Regions from separate parts of the Mus musculus genome. Here region 1 is linked to region 2. Evidence: chromatin contacts called from public HiChIP or PLAC-seq data. All regions are on one chromosome and are shown on one strand. Each heading gives the region's core, a stretch centred on a gene start, on an enhancer-like site or on the middle of the called end of the contact. The rest is flanking DNA. Distances are from core to core; before and after follow the strand shown. Region 1 holds the start of Msrb2 (methionine sulfoxide reductase B2). Region 2 has its middle 79 kb from the start of Armc3.

Region 1 (2,879 bases), core at 236-2,735, 250 kb after region 2:
GGGATGCAGATGTTACAGTACTCTGTATACTCACTGACATGTTGATTAATCGGAAAGAACAGAAAGTCCAGAAACAGATCCCTGTATTGATAAAAACAAACAAACGAACCAACCAACCAACCAACCAACCTGGGGTTTCTCCCCAGTGGGTGTGTGCGACCCTGAGGCCGTGAATGCTAGCCATTGCTCTACTACAGAGCTGCATTCTCAGCCATACACTGATTTTGACAAGAACTCAAATGCAGGCAGTAGAGAACAAAAAAAAAAAAATTACCTTATTTTAAAAAATGAATAAATAAATAAAAATTAACTCAGATAGATAATAGACCTAAATGTAAAACTTAAAACTATAAAATTAGCAGAAGAAAACACATAAAATATTTTGTAATATTGGACTAGCTCCATTTGTTAAATATGTTACCCCTAAGCCGCCACAAACTATAAAAAACAAAAACAAACCATCAAACCGATAAAATGAAGTTTAACAAAATGTAAAACTTCCCATCCCAAGACACAATTAGGAAACAGAAAAACACAGCCCACAGTCTCGGGAAGGGAAATTTGTGAGGAAACGATTTGATAATGGCTTTGTGCCCAGAGAATATATGGAAGAACCTTGAAAAAAATCCACAACAAGTAAATCTAATAATAAATGGGCAAAACCATGTATGATTTAGCAATGGCTAATTGTCAGTTACTGAAAGATAACACAAGAGAAGCCTATTACTGTAAGAAGTTTAAGTCTAACTTTGTAGTGATGCATGTCTATAAACTCAGTCCCGAGGCAGGAAGATTCCAAGTTTGAGGACGCTTGGACAACATAGAGAGATTAGATCTCAAAAACCGAAGCAAAACAAACGAACGAACAAAAAACCCAACCAACCAACCAACAACAAAAAAACAGGCCTGAGTAATCAAGTGTAGGAAGGGGATGATGACAGGAGCTTTCATACATTGCTAGTGAAGCAGCCGTTGCCCTTGAGACCTGGCTATTCCTCTTCCAGGTATCCAAAAAAAAGGCATGTACAGGAACGCTCCTGGCAGCTTTGTTTTTGATGTGCAAAAATTAGAACAGCCTAAACTAATGAGTAACAGTTTAGTATAATGGAATATTATTCAGAACAACAACAACAACAAAAAAAAGATTTGTGCATAATGTAACGCAAAAAACCAAGCAGCAATGTCCAGATAATTATGTTGAGTAAGGGAAGCCAGAAATAACCAACTGCAATTAGTATGACTTCTGGAAAACCTAAACAAACTGAAACACAGCAAGTTTTAGACTAGTCATGATTCCAATCGGAGTAAGGTACTGCGGGAGGAGGAGGCAGTGGAGTCCCGGGATATTCCACACACTCCGCGAAGATCAAGGTCAAGAGGAGCAAGAGGATAAGTTAAGTGGTGGGGGTAGGGTGGAGCACCAGAAGAAAAGGAGAGCCTGGAGGAGGGGAAGAGACCTGGGCAGAGGGGAGGGATCCGGCGGAGGGTGGGGGTTGGGTAGGCTTGGGAGGAAACCCGTTGGTGGCAGCGTCATGGCGCGACTGCTGCGAGCGCTGCGGGGTCTGCCTTTGCTGCAGGCGCCTGGACGGCTGGCTCGGGGTTGCGCGGGATCGGGAAGCAAGGACACAGGTAGGTCCTCAATCGCTGCCGTCTCTCGTGGCTTTCGGTTTCACAGTCCTGGCTGACCCTGGGCGGCCTCCTGTGAGGTCCTGAGAGACTGGTCCCAGCGGCCCGCTGCCTGAGTTGCGGAGCAGAGCAACGCGTTTGGTAAACTTGGTGTGCTGGGGGAGCACTGATGCCGGAGAGGATCGAATCTTCTCCTATGCTTGCATACAGTTCGTTTATATGTTACATTTTGGTGTACAAAGTCGTGTTAGGAGCCATGGTGTTGTCAGGGACCCAGTGGCGGTCAACAGCCGTACCTTGTGCGCCCTCTCCTGGGCGGGAGTTAATCCTTGCCCTCCCCCCCCCCCCCCCCACTTCCTTCGGGAGGACTGCTAGTTGCCTCCTGTCCTGTGAGACTGGCCCACTGCACCATCACGGGTGCTGCTGCAACACTATCTTGGTTTTGTGTGACTCTAGGTTTTGAGATGTGTGGGTGAATTATTCTCGTGTTCCAACAGGTTGTTAGTGGCTAAGAGACAGGATGGGGTGGAATGGTAAGTGCTTTTTGCCCTCATTTGTGAATCCGGACACTTTTGCATCTTCCCTGGGAGGAGTAGGAGTCTTTGAGGAGTCCCAGGTGTAATTCTCTGTAATTTCGTGGCCCTGTGGTTTAGCACTGGGCAGCTGCTCTCCTGACCTCCTTTCCAACCCAGTTTTATATCTTATGCTGCTTAGGAAAAGTCTTGGAAAGATCAGGAATTCAAGGCCCATACCTAAACATGATAAAAGCAATCTACAGCAAACCAGTAGTCAACATCAAAGTAAATGGTGAGAAACTGGAAGCATTCCCACTAAAATCAGGGACTAGACAAGGCTGCCCACTTTCTCCCTACCTATTCAACATTGTACTTGAAGTCCTAGCCACAGCAATTAGACAACAAAAGGAGATAAGGGGGATACAAATTGGAAAGGAAGAAGTCAAAATATCACTTTTTTGCAGATGATATGATAGTATATATAAGTGACCCTAAAAATTCCACCAGAGAACTCCTAAACCTGATAAACAGCTTCAATGAAGTAGCTGGATATAAAATTAACTCAAACAAGTCAATGGCCTTTCTCTACACAAAGGATAAACAGGCTGAGAAAGAAATTAGGGAAACAACACCCTTCACAATAGTCACAAATCATATAAAATACCTTGGCGTGACTCTAACTAAGGAAGTGAAAGATCTGTATAAAAAGAACTTCAAGTCTCTGAAGAAAGAAATTAA
Region 2 (2,857 bases), core at 274-2,773:
GTCCGTGCCACTCGCTCTGTATCTTATTTTGAGAACAATTGTACAAAGAAGCATTTCACAGGTTTGAAACAGCCCTACACCAGAAGTCGGTTAAGTGCTTACTTGCTACATAGGCCAGGGCAGCATCTACAGCTCTGTTCTCTGCCACAGCCTCCAGAGTCCTGGAGTTACAATTACCCTCTATCGAGTCCATCTCTCAGTCCATTTAGATTGGGATTCCCTGCTCCTGCCTGTTCTCTCCATAGACCGAGTTCTACAGAGCTTTTCTTACAGTTTTCAGGCTTGCAGTCTTTGGGAAGCCCAGAGACATTACATATTGGTTAAAAATGTCATTGGAAACTGAGAATGACTCATGTCTGTAGTCCTTGCACTCAGGAGCCAGGAAGGTGGTGAGTTCAAGGGCAGCCTGAGTTAGAATAGCAAAACCTTACCTAAACAAAAACACGATCTCTGGAAGTATTTGCTGTGATCCTATTGGTTCTCTTGTTTGAACACTGAAACACAGAGCAAAAGATGAAAAGCAAAGCAAATTAAGTGAATTAAAAGTTGCTAACACTCACTTTCCTTCCCAGTTAATGAAGGTAAGTGGCTCTAGCTCCTACACTTACAGTCTGTGGCCACAGCAAGCCTCTCACCTCTCTGTTACTCCTTTCCCAGGCTGTTTCTCCAGCCACAAGTGTAGGCTTACAAGCATGGAAAGGTAGGTAATTTACAGTGACTCATCTTTCGTGGACCCAGGTCGGTTACCTTGCATCTCGTCAGGGTCCCAGCATCCCAGCTTGAGGACTTTGGTCTACATCCTACCTCCATTTTAAATTTAAGAAAATATTTTTATGTTTCAGTTAATAATGATTTATTTGTTATTCTAGGAATATGGTCAAAGAGCTGAGCACTTCTCTGAGGTATTAACTGGTCTGACCACTTCAGGCCCCCAAATCTTGGCGGAAGCATTCAGCCATTGTATGCCCAGGCCAGGTGCTATTGAAGTAGGAAGGTGTTTCTTTTTTCCTGGGAAACTGGGAGGGAAAAAAAGAGGTAACTGAAGTAGGCAAAACCCAAACAGCTGATGCTATTGAATGCTTGAATAGCTCAACTAATTCTGTGTCCAAGTCTAGGCTTACTGAAATTCTCATAAACCACCTATGTACATTGTTCTCTTATGGGGGTGGGGTGGGAACACCAGGTGACTTTTACCCATATGCCATATTTTGCATCAAAACAAACTAGTTTGTCTCCTGGTTTACTAATTTCATCCCTGGTGATGTTGGTCAGGGTATCTGGCCTCCTGAGGCCAGTGATAAAATGAGCTGGGATGTGTGCATGGTGGTCCTGGGGAGTGGAACTAGTGTTCCTAGAGTTGTCTTCCCTCCTCCAGGAGACAGCTAGATAAGTGAGTAGATAGACTATTCACTTCTGCTTGTACACCAAGACTTTGAATGACAATTGAATGTCTTCCTGGATACACCCCACAAGCCTGCATGACTCAACTAGTTATTTGGGTAAGCAGCCTTATGCAACTTCCTTTTAAAGGTATCTTAAAAGAAATGGGGAAATGTCTTAAGACAAATTATAGCGCATGATTGTCATGACTGTCTTCAGGAGACACAACCCTAGTCACCTAGTCTGCATATTGTTCCATTTATAAAATGAAAAGGAACATAATTTCCCAAACTCCCCATTATATCTAAAATTGTTTTATTCCATGTAGTGAATAATCCCAGGAAGAAAAGTGTCACGTACCAACAAAGAAAATGCACGTGCCTTGAAGCCCGTCAGCATGCCTGGCTGCTCTGCCAGACCCTTGGTTTAATTTGAAGAACCAAGTTCAGAGACAATCATCTCTGTTTGACTAGTGAAGAAATGAAGGATGGTGTCTTCATTTTGGATGCTGTAGGAAGTTGATTCAGATCAGGAGTAGAAAAAAAACTTAAATATATATTTTTAATTCTTATAATATTTCATGCATGCACAGAATGTAATTTGATTATATTCCCCTCTTTTTCCTCTAACTCCTCCCAGATTCATCCTCACCCCAGCCCCTCCCAACTTCATGTCCTCCCTTACATCCCACTTGTGGTGCCCATACACTCATATTTAAGGCATCCATCGGAACATAGTCAATCTACCAGAAAATTGGCTTTCCTTCCTCAGCTAGGTATGGGAGCTTTGAACTTTTTCCTCACCTTAAGCTGGAATGTTGTTCTTACACAGGTCTTGTGCAGGCAGCAGTAGCTATGGTGAGTTCATGAATGCAGTGGCCCTGTAGTGTCGAAAAGACACTCTTTCCCTCTGGTCTTTCCTAACCTCTGGCTCTCATATGTTTTCTGCCCCTTCTTCTGCAATGGTTTCTGAGCATTAAGAGGGAAGACGTTTTCTGCTCAGCACCAACTTGATTTTTCTGTGTCTAAAATGTGTGATGTTTTAGCATTAGGGTCTCATGATCTTAACATTCTTGTGTGTAACTGAGAGCAATAGCAAGGGATTTTCTTGTTTTGGATATCTCTAGGACATCTCTGGCCAACCACTCATGGGGAGGTATCTCTTACCTGACACTGAGCTTTTTAGTTAGTAATGTATGGTGTCTGGCAGGAGCATGGTACTTATGTATGGTGTCTTAGTTAGGGTTTCTATTGTTGAGATAAAACATCATGACCAAAAGCAGCTTGGAGAGAAAAGGGTTTATTTTCTTATTCTTCTGGGTCCATCCCCAAGGAAAGTCAGGGCAAGAACTCAAGCAGGGCAGAACTGAAGCAGAGTCATGGAAGAACGCTGTCTTCATGTTTGTAGACATGGCTTGCTCAGCCTGCTTTATTATAGTACTTAGGACCACCAGACCCAGGGTGGCCCTTTTCACAGT

The links. HiChIP or PLAC-seq counts read pairs in DNA pulled down with a chosen protein or histone mark.
Region 1: an H3K4me3 HiChIP or PLAC-seq map of bone marrow-derived macrophages shows a contact between it and region 2, with 6 times the contacts expected there. The contact joins the promoter of Msrb2 here to the enhancer-like site in region 2. A contact is called at or near these places in 1 of 115 datasets of contacts at active chromatin or transcription factors (bone marrow-derived macrophages) and 2 of 9 other capture datasets (adipose tissue and liver).

What each region holds. Positions count from the first base shown.
Region 1 is chr2:19,370,151-19,373,029 of GRCm38.p6, forward strand. Msrb2 (methionine sulfoxide reductase B2) reads left to right here and starts at 1,486. Exons shown (of 5, transcript NM_029619.2): 1 at 1,486-1,629. The coding sequence starts at 1,533.
Region 2 is chr2:19,118,613-19,121,469 of GRCm38.p6, forward strand. No RefSeq gene overlaps it. Among named protein-coding and RNA genes, the nearest start is that of Armc3, 79 kb to the right of the region's middle. Within about 2 kb of position 1,524, at least 28 of the 459 cell types and tissues checked have an H3K27ac peak or open chromatin away from gene starts, as enhancers often do. A contact at or near this core is called in bone marrow-derived macrophages, where this site is marked.